Linked DNA regions of Ovis aries: regions 1 and 3 are each linked to region 2. Evidence: chromatin contacts called from public Hi-C data. All regions are on one chromosome and are shown on one strand. Each heading gives the region's core, a stretch centred on a gene start, on an enhancer-like site or on the middle of the called end of the contact. The rest is flanking DNA. Distances are from core to core; before and after follow the strand shown. Region 1 has its middle 210 kb from the start of KRR1. Region 2 holds the start of PHLDA1 (pleckstrin homology like domain family A member 1). Region 3 has its middle 47 kb from the start of KRR1.

The links. Hi-C and Micro-C count contacts between places; a contact is called where the count stands out from the background.
Region 1: a contact with region 2 is called in a Hi-C map of liver, with 3 times the contacts expected there. The contact joins the enhancer-like site here to the promoter of PHLDA1 in region 2. A contact is called at or near these places in 2 of 16 Hi-C or Micro-C datasets (liver and tail adipose tissue).
Region 3: a contact with region 2 is called in a Hi-C map of hypothalamus, with 5 times the contacts expected there. The contact joins the enhancer-like site here to the promoter of PHLDA1 in region 2. A contact is called at or near these places in 12 of 16 Hi-C or Micro-C datasets (blood, hypothalamus, liver and 6 more).

What each region holds. Positions count from the first base shown.
Region 1 is chr3:111,747,849-111,750,748 of ARS-UI_Ramb_v3.0, forward strand. No RefSeq gene overlaps it. Among named protein-coding and RNA genes, the nearest start is that of KRR1, 210 kb to the left of the region's middle. Within about 2 kb of position 1,418, at least 3 of the 54 cell types and tissues checked have an H3K27ac peak or open chromatin away from gene starts, as enhancers often do. A contact at or near this core is called in liver, where this site is marked.
Region 2 is chr3:112,065,946-112,068,798 of ARS-UI_Ramb_v3.0, forward strand. PHLDA1 (pleckstrin homology like domain family A member 1) reads right to left here and starts at 1,453. Exons shown (of 2, transcript XM_012173944.4): 1 at 240-1,453. The coding sequence starts at 1,447. The coding sequence ends at 266.
Region 3 is chr3:111,580,374-111,583,255 of ARS-UI_Ramb_v3.0, forward strand. No RefSeq gene overlaps it. Among named protein-coding and RNA genes, the nearest start is that of KRR1, 47 kb to the left of the region's middle. Within about 2 kb of position 1,513, at least 5 of the 54 cell types and tissues checked have an H3K27ac peak or open chromatin away from gene starts, as enhancers often do. A contact at or near this core is called in hypothalamus, where this site is marked.

The DNA.
Region 1 (2,900 bases), core at 168-2,667, 320 kb before region 2:
TAGAGGCAACTTTCCTTTCTATCAACGTGTGTGAATTTTGCGAGCAGTGTAAGTGAGTCGCTAAAATGATCACCTGCACAGAAGTCAGGAGGTCTGGGTTCATTTCAGGCTTTTCTTGTGTGACTTTGTGTAAATCATTTAACCCCTTTGGATCTCAAATTCCTCAATCCTACAATTAAACTCAAGTAAGTGTGTTTTCAGCCACTGAAAATAGAAGGGAATTTGTCTAGATCAGCACTGTCCAGTAGAACTTCAGCAAAGGAGGAAATGGTCCACATTTGTGCTACCCAATACGGTAGCCACTGGCCATACTGAGCAGCACATGAAATGTGAGTACTACGACTGAGGAATGAATATTTAATTTTATCTAATTTTAATAATTCACAATTGAAAACAAACACATGGCTAGTGGTTGCCGTATAGGTTCAATTATTTCTAAATTGCCTACTGAAAGTTTTGTTTTGATGATTTCTAAACCTAGCTGCTGCTGCTGCTGCTGCTGCTGCTGCTACTAAGTCGCTTCAGTCGTGTCCAGCTCTGTGCGACCCCATAGACGGCAGCCCACCAGGCTCCCCCGTCCCTGGGATTCTCCAGGCAAGAACACTGGAGTGGGTTGCCATTTCCTTCTCCAATGCATGAAAGTGAAAAGTGAAAGTGAAGTCGCTCAGTCATGTCTGACTCTTAGGAACCCCATAGACTGCAGCCTACCAGGCTCCTCCACCAATGGGATTTTCCAGGCAAGAGTATTGGAGTGGGGTGCCATTGCCTTCTCTGCTAAACTTAGCTAATGGCCCACAATAAATCCTTATTATTTCGCCTACCCTGAAATTTACTTCACAGAGTATTTGGTATATATTAATAACATTAATCTTTATCAGTGTAGCAATTAATCATCCTAATAAAAAATGGAATCCCTACATTCTACATGAGTAAGATAAAACACACGTGAAAGAATTTTATAAACTCTAAAATGCTATGAAAATATAAAGCATTATTAATAAAATATCATACCTAAATACACACCTTTGCCAAGTGCCATCTGGCATATTAGAATAAAAACTCTATTTCATAGCCCAGACCAATGGAAATTCCTTAATGGAGCCCTGTGGTAGTCCTGAAAACACACTTTCTGAATACCTTCTTACACTCACATTTAAACAAACAAATTGTAGATTCCTTTTCTTTACATCACATTCATTAAGGGTTTCAACCTGGATATTTCCATAACGCATACAAGACAATGATGGCTGTTAATTATGTAATGTCTTACAACAGTTGAGTGAGTGCATTTCTTTTGCTTTGAGACTTTGCCTAACACCAGTGAAACTCATGAAACATTGACCAGGGGAAATCCAAAAGGGCTGATTCACCGCAAGCTCATACTTTCGCCTGTGCCCGCATTTGCCTCTTTTCACCTCTGCCCCTTGGCTTCCTCTCACTGAGCTTCAGACTCTACCCTAGTCCTGCCCACGTGGCTTCCTGAGTAATGTTCCTCTCGGAGTCACAACACTCTGCCTTTCTTCTCTATTCTGTCCTTGTTTCCCCACTGCCGGCACATTCGCTTAGTTCTCTACCCTCTGACCATCCCCTTTCCAATGACCCTGAAATTACCTCCTGGGTACTGGAGAATTCCATGGACAGAGGGGCCCGCAGGGCTGCAGTCCATGGAGTTGCAAAGAGTCAGACATGACTGAGCGACTAACACACACACACTGACTTCACAGGCAGCTTAAGCTGGTGCAACCTTGAGACCATGCCTCTGACCCTTTCTCAGCTCCCCAAGATCTAGGATCCAGACCATGGATTTTGATTTGAAGGGAAGGCCTCTCTTACCAATTATTGAGGTACAAATAATTTCCCATTTTATCTTATTTTTAAGTGATTATGGAGTCTTCTACATAAAGTATACAGTTCATAGTTTGGAAAAGGTGATTTTAAAAAATAGCTTTATCATATGTATAACTGACATGCAATAAATGACATATATTTGAAGTGTAGAGTCTGTTAAATTTTGACATAACGTATACACCCAAAAGCCATCAGTACAACCAAGACTATGAGTATATCCAGTGTCCCAAAAGTTTCCTATGCCCCTTCCCTTTTCTCCTTCACTATCAGCCTTACCTGCCACTCTCACTTCTGCCCTAGATTCAGGCAGTCACTTGTCTGCCTCCTGTCCCTATAGGTTATTTTTAATTTTCTAGAATTTTAAATAAATTAAATCATACACTATGTACTCTTTTTTTTTCCCTAGCTTCTTTCCTTTTTTATTAATGAGTAGTGTTTATTTTCAGAGAAGGCAATGGCACCCCACTCCAGTACTCTTGCCTGGAAAATCCCATGGACGGAGGAGCCGGGGAGGCTGCAGTCCATGGAGTCGCGAAGAGTCGGACACGACTGAGCGACTTCACGTTCACTTTCCACTTTCATGCATTGGAGAAGGAAATGGCAACCCACTCCAGTGTTCTTGCCTGGAGAATCCCAGGGACGGGGGAGCCTGGTGGGCAGCCATCTCTGGGGTCGCACAGAGTCGGACACGACTGAAGCAACTCAGCAGCAGCCGCCGCAGTGTTTATTTTAGGATATACCATAAAATGGATCACTTTATTATTCATTCGTCTATTGACAGACATTTGAGTTGTTCCCAGTTTGGACAACAATAGATAGAGCTTCCATGAACGTTTAAGAACATCAAGCCTTTCTGTGAACATGTGACTTCATTTCTCCTGGGCGAATACCTGGGAGTTGAACGACTGGATCATTCTTTCAAGAATCTGCCAATATTCAGATACTCTCTCTTTTTAATCTTAGTTATTCTAAGAGGTGAGAGATGCATATTTTCCAGTTTCTTAAATCTGTCTCATAGTTGCTTTATCTCACTGATGCTTTATCTATTTTTT
Region 2 (2,853 bases), core at 203-2,702:
CGGGGGCGCGCGTCCCGGACGCGGGCGGGTCGGCGGCGCTGCGGGCACCTTCCCGCCCAGCGCGCGTTCCTCAGCCTGCCCTCCCCGCCCGGCCTCTGCTGCCTGCAGCCTGTGCCCTTCTCTCCACCTCCCAGAAACCCAGGTTCATTGCTCCCTTGCCCACCCAAGAGCCGAACCCGTGAGCAGGCTTCCGGCTCTGACACCCCCAGAGCCGCTCCCCGGACCCGCGCCGACCTTACCGCGTTCGGGCCGGGTGCTGCCCTCTTCAGGCCGAGTTGGAGGTGCTGCGGAGGAGCCGGTGGCCGTGCGCCTGCGAGAGCGGCGGTGGGTGCGGGTGCGGTAGTGGGTGCGCGTGCGGGTGCGGGTGCGGGTGAGGGTGCGAATGCGGGTACGGATGAAGCGGCTGCGGCTGCGGCTTCGGCTGAGCCTGGGGTTTGGGCTGGGGCTGCGGTTTGGGTTGGGGCTGCGGCTGGGCTTGGGACTGAGGCTGCGGCTGGGCTTGGCTTTGGGGCTGAAGCGGCTGCGGCTGCGGAGGCTGTTGCTGGACCAAGTGCTGTTGCTTCTGCCGCGTGGACTTGACCGCCAGGATGGCCTGGCGATTCTTGTACTGCACCATCTGCAACGTGATCTCGGCGTTCCAGCCCTGGTCCTGCGGGCACCGAAAGTCGATCTCCTTGCCCTCAGCCATCACCACGGTGAAGTACATGTACTTGCCCTTGCGCTCCACGCAGTCCACGGTCTTCATGTTGGAAAAGTGCAATTCCTTGAGCTTGACCGGCGGCTCGAGGCTGGCCACGGCGGGGCCTCCGGGTTGGGACGGCTCGACCGAACCCTGCCCGGGCTGCTGTTGCTGCTGCTGCTGCTGCTGGTGGTGTTGCAGCTGTTTGGGTGGGATGAGCAGCAGCCCCTCCTCGGTGAGGATGCAGCACTTCTTCTTCCAGAGCTGCAGCAGCCCGTCGCTGCGCTTCTCCAACACGCCCTCCTTCAGCGCCTTGCAGCCGCTGCTCTCCAACATCCTCCCGGCATAGGGGGCGCCGCCGCTCGGCTCGGCCTCTCCGCTTCCAGCCGCCCGGGTCGGGGGCAGCAGCAGCAGCCGCGCGCCGTCCTCGCCCCAACGGCTCCCGCGGCCTCCGGGCCGGAGCGCGCAGAGGAGGCTAACGCGCAGAAAGCAGGGCGGCGGCGGCGGCGGCGGCGGCTCGGGGTCCGGGCAGCAGGGCAGCCGCGTCCTGATGCGCCACAAGGTCCCGGAGCTGCGAGCCGCCGGGGCTCCGCCGTCCTCTTGCGAGCGCTCACTGAAGGGCACTGGCCGGGCCCCCTCGCGGCGCTTTTGAATGGGCCATATCCCCCACCCCCGAGTGACACCCAGCGGAAAAGGCGGCTCCTGGCGCCCGCGCCGCGGGGGAAAGCCCAGCTTGGAGAGGCGCTCTGCCGCCGGCGCGCGCCTCATTCACTTGGGGCCTTTCCAAAGCCGGCCGGTCCACGCCCCCCGCGCCCCGCGCCCCGCCTCCCGCCGCCCACTCGCTTCCGCGCTCCTTCCCCAGGCTGGCGGCCGGGACGCGAGCCCCGGAAACTCGTCTCCTCCGCCCGGGGCCGCGGCTGAGGGCGCCCCGACTGCCGGGCGAAGAATGCCGACGCGCAGAGGGCGCCGAGAGGCCATCTCCAGCCGTCGCGCCTCTCCGCCCGGCGGGGCTCTCTGCGGAGAGCCTCGGGTGGGCACGGGACTGCCCAGGTGGGCGCAGTTGCCAGACCGCCAGGCACGCCAGGCGGACCCTCTGCGCTCCGGAACTCGCCCTGAGGACTCGCGCTGGGTTCCGAAATCTCGCAGAGCCCGCTCCAGGCCTGGGCCAGCGAGGAACTGGGGCTGAGGTTCGCACGCCGCGGAGTCCCGCGAACTGTGCCTCCCCCGGACCCCACGTAGACATCTTAGTGCGCAAAGGGCGAGAGGAAATGGTGTCTTTACACTCACACTCGCTTACGGCCACTACCCAGCTCTTCTTAGAGCGCGCGATTGTTAAGAGCAACCGTCTGTCCCTTTTGGAGTGGATAGAAGGGAACCCACTAGAAATGACATTTCGCCTTCCTTTTTTCGAGCCTGGAGCGCAAGCACTCCTTATCTTACGTGACACAAGCCCTTAGGCTTCCTCTTGACCCATCCGTACAGCCTGCAGTCTCTTACAAGAGTAACTGCAAATTGCGGTAACATCCGGTTCTGAGATTCCGCACTTTAACCTCAGAAGGGTGGGTTAACCTCCGAAGGGTGGGTTGGCCTCCGCGGACCCGTCCCTTTGCAAACGCCCAACAGGTCATATCTCTCCTAATCTCACTTATCTGTAACCCTGGGGAAGGTCATTCTGTGCTCGCCCCTAGCTCCCTCCTACTCCATTTAAGCAATTTCTATAGAAACTCTGGGAAACAAAGATTAAAGAGCATAAACCGAAACCAAACCTCTTAAGGAAATGTACTAGAGAATCCCAACTATATACCCACCCTGAAAAATATGAATTACACAAAAGAAAGAAATGAGGGATGGACAAGTCGGAGTCGGCCAGGGTACCAGGAAAGGGTGCTACTTGTGCCCAAGAAGGAAGGAGAGCTGAGTTCATCCGTAGTGTCTGTCATCTGGCTGGAACAAAGAATTCAAGGGGGAAGAAGCGACACATGAGCTTGGAGAACCCCTCAAGAGTCAAATTCTTTGTGTCACGCTTAAGAAATTCGAGGTTCATCCCAAGGTAATCGAGAACAAAGGATAACTTTTAATCACGGGAGGGTCCCGAATCTTGATGGAAGGAACGTTTCAGCACAGAAAACAATTCCAGCGCAGTCCTGACACCCACTGAACTGCACTTAGCATCC
Region 3 (2,882 bases), core at 263-2,762, 490 kb before region 2:
AGTGGGTTGCCATTTCCTTCTCCAATGCATGAAAGTGAAAAGTGAAAGTGAAGTCACTGAGTCGTGTCCAACTCTCAGCGACCCCATGGACTGCAGCCCCCCCCCCCCCCCCCCCCCCCCGGGCTCCTCCATCCATGGGATTTTCCAGGCTAGAGTACTGAAGTGTTGATATTTATTCTCCCCACTAGAGGGCAGTGCTTGAAAGGATTACAGTCCTTACCTCTGAAGTTAATACAACGGACTGGAACAAACCCTAGTATTGTTACTTCCCCTAACCCACGCAGAGAGCACATAAAGATTTTATTTCTTTGAAGGAAAAAGGAGAAAGAAATATGTTTGCTCTAACATGACGCAGAAATCAATGATGATGCTGTCTTAACTTGCTGAGCTTGGAGAAAGAGAAACGCTAGTAAAATTTAATACTCTGAATCATCAAAGGATAAATGGAAGAAGACATCTTTATAAATGTAAGTGAAATCCTTTTATGATAAACTCTTAAAGATGGAATATTGCGACCAAATGCTCAGAAAAATAATCTCTGTTGCTTTGGTTTGATTATCATTAGAATTTACTGGAATGAACAACTTAGTTCAATAAGCATCTTTTTTCTTTTGTCAGTATAATGGTTACACAGGGTGTATGGTGCAAAATACAAGCTCAAAAAATACATACTATTATGTAATGGTTAATCTTTGCCCTTTGAAAAAAGGATGAGTGCTGAAAGGGCAGAGTTGGTATTCAAAGATGGATTTAAAAGCTGCGGAAATTTGCTAAGAACACCTTGGGTTACCTGCTTGAATCTTCCAGAGTGTCACTAATTAGAAAGGCTGTTAAAGTGGAAGCATTGTTTCCTTAAACCATAATTAAAGCCCACGGTTCTCGGGTCTTGACCTCTGCTTTAGCGAAGATAACTGGGACCCTGAGGGATTCACTGAGAATTCTTACTTTTCAAAACAATCTCGTGAGGTTGGGGGACAGGAGGAATACACTGAGAGACTAAATCAGCAGTTTATCAAGGGGCTCCCAGTCCAAACCACCTCATTTTTTTTCTGGTCAGCCCAGGCGATTCACTGTCAGCAAGTAGATACTGAGTGCTTACAGAGTCACAGAATGAGCAATTTGTGGAGAGCCTGGAGCAGTGCTGGGTCCTATAGGAGGTTCCAAATTTTAAATCTTTTCCCTGCCCTGAAGGATAAATGAATATACTCAACTTCACTGTGAAAATGGAAAGAGTTCAGGTGTAAGGGTGGGGCTGGAGGGCACTTCTTGATTCACCAAATTCAATAAAGCAGAAGCCCTCCCCTCTAAGAGCTGCCAACCTAATGGAGAAGGCACCCTGACACCCGGTTAACCTTCTGTTTCCCTAGCTGCTCTGTGTTTATCTGAAGAGTTTTTATTCAGAGAACAGTATGTGTTCATTCTCATTGTTTGCCCTTGACTTAAAGGGAACAGTCCTGAAGACACCCCAAGGAAGATCGTTAACAAAAATCACCAGAGTCTGGAAGATGATTCTTATTCACTCTCCGGGAGCTGTGTAGACTCTGACGGCCCTGCCCAAGGCAATAACTACTCTCTGCAACACCGACAGTTTTCCTCTTTGTAGAATGAAATTACAGAAACACCCACGTCACAGGATTCAGCATGTGGATGGACAGGAAATAAGGGTAGAAGCCACTCTGATGAGCCTCACAGAGGTCTTTCTGTTCGGGACCCATTGCGATCTTAGAGACTTCACTCATTTCAAAGCAATAGGCTTTATTCAGCCTTCATTTTGGGTGTGCAAACATTTAGCCCCAGATAAATGGAGGCTCTATTATCCACATTTCAAATGGTTTTTAACTTTAAAAGCCTTAAAGCAGACTTTTTTCTGGAAATAGGCTTTTTTTTTTTTTTTTTCCCTTTTGAAATGAATTAGCTGCAATTATAGAATGCTGGACCTGGAAGAGATTTCAGAGATCTTTTACATACATACACACTCCCGATTTACAGAAAAGGAGAGAAAAATCAGGCTGTTTTCCCTAAGTCAAGAGCAAATTTTTAGAAGCGCTGGAACCATGTTTTCTGATTCTCAGCCCTGGGGTTGGTCAGCTGAGAGCAACAAACACAAGATGTGAATCAGATACAAAGAAAAACTGACTTTAAGGCTACCACATCGCTCAGGGAGGTCTGTTTGTTCATGATTTCTACATTATATAGCTAGCTATTTCAGAAATACAGCTACAAGAAATATTGAAGTACCAATATAAAGAGGAATGAAAAACCAAGTGTATAATTATTCTGTGCAGTCACCAGCCCATCAGGTATTTTCAGTCTTATCAAAATCAACATGGCAATAAAATGTCTCCTTGTCCTTCCAACTTCCTTATTAAAAGGCATTAAATTTGTTTTTCTCACACAGAGAAAGATAAGGTTGTTAATTGTAGGAACTGCTTATCAGCAAAAATGTAGAATAGCAGGAGAGTCATTTGATGGTTTAGCTAAGAAGAAAAAGCAATGGAGGAAGGAAGGAATACAGAATAAAGAAAGGCTCAAGGAATGAACATGGAGTCAATGTTCATAATGAATTTAGTATCTGTAAATGGAAATATTTCCTAGAAAGTATTCTTTGTATTTTGTAAAAAGGAGATAATATAAAATATAGAAGTATGAACATATGTAAAATTGCCAATTAAAATTAAAGGAATAAACTGAGAGAGCAAAGGACAGAGGAGCCTGGCATGCTGCAGTCCATGGGGTCACAAAGAGTTGGACACGACTTAGCAACTGAATAACAACAACTTTTGCTAGGACAAATGAAAACTACCACCCCGACTTCAGGATGATCCTGGCAAGATTGTGCATGACTGGGGTGAACACAAAGTGTGAAGGGAAAGGGGCCTCAG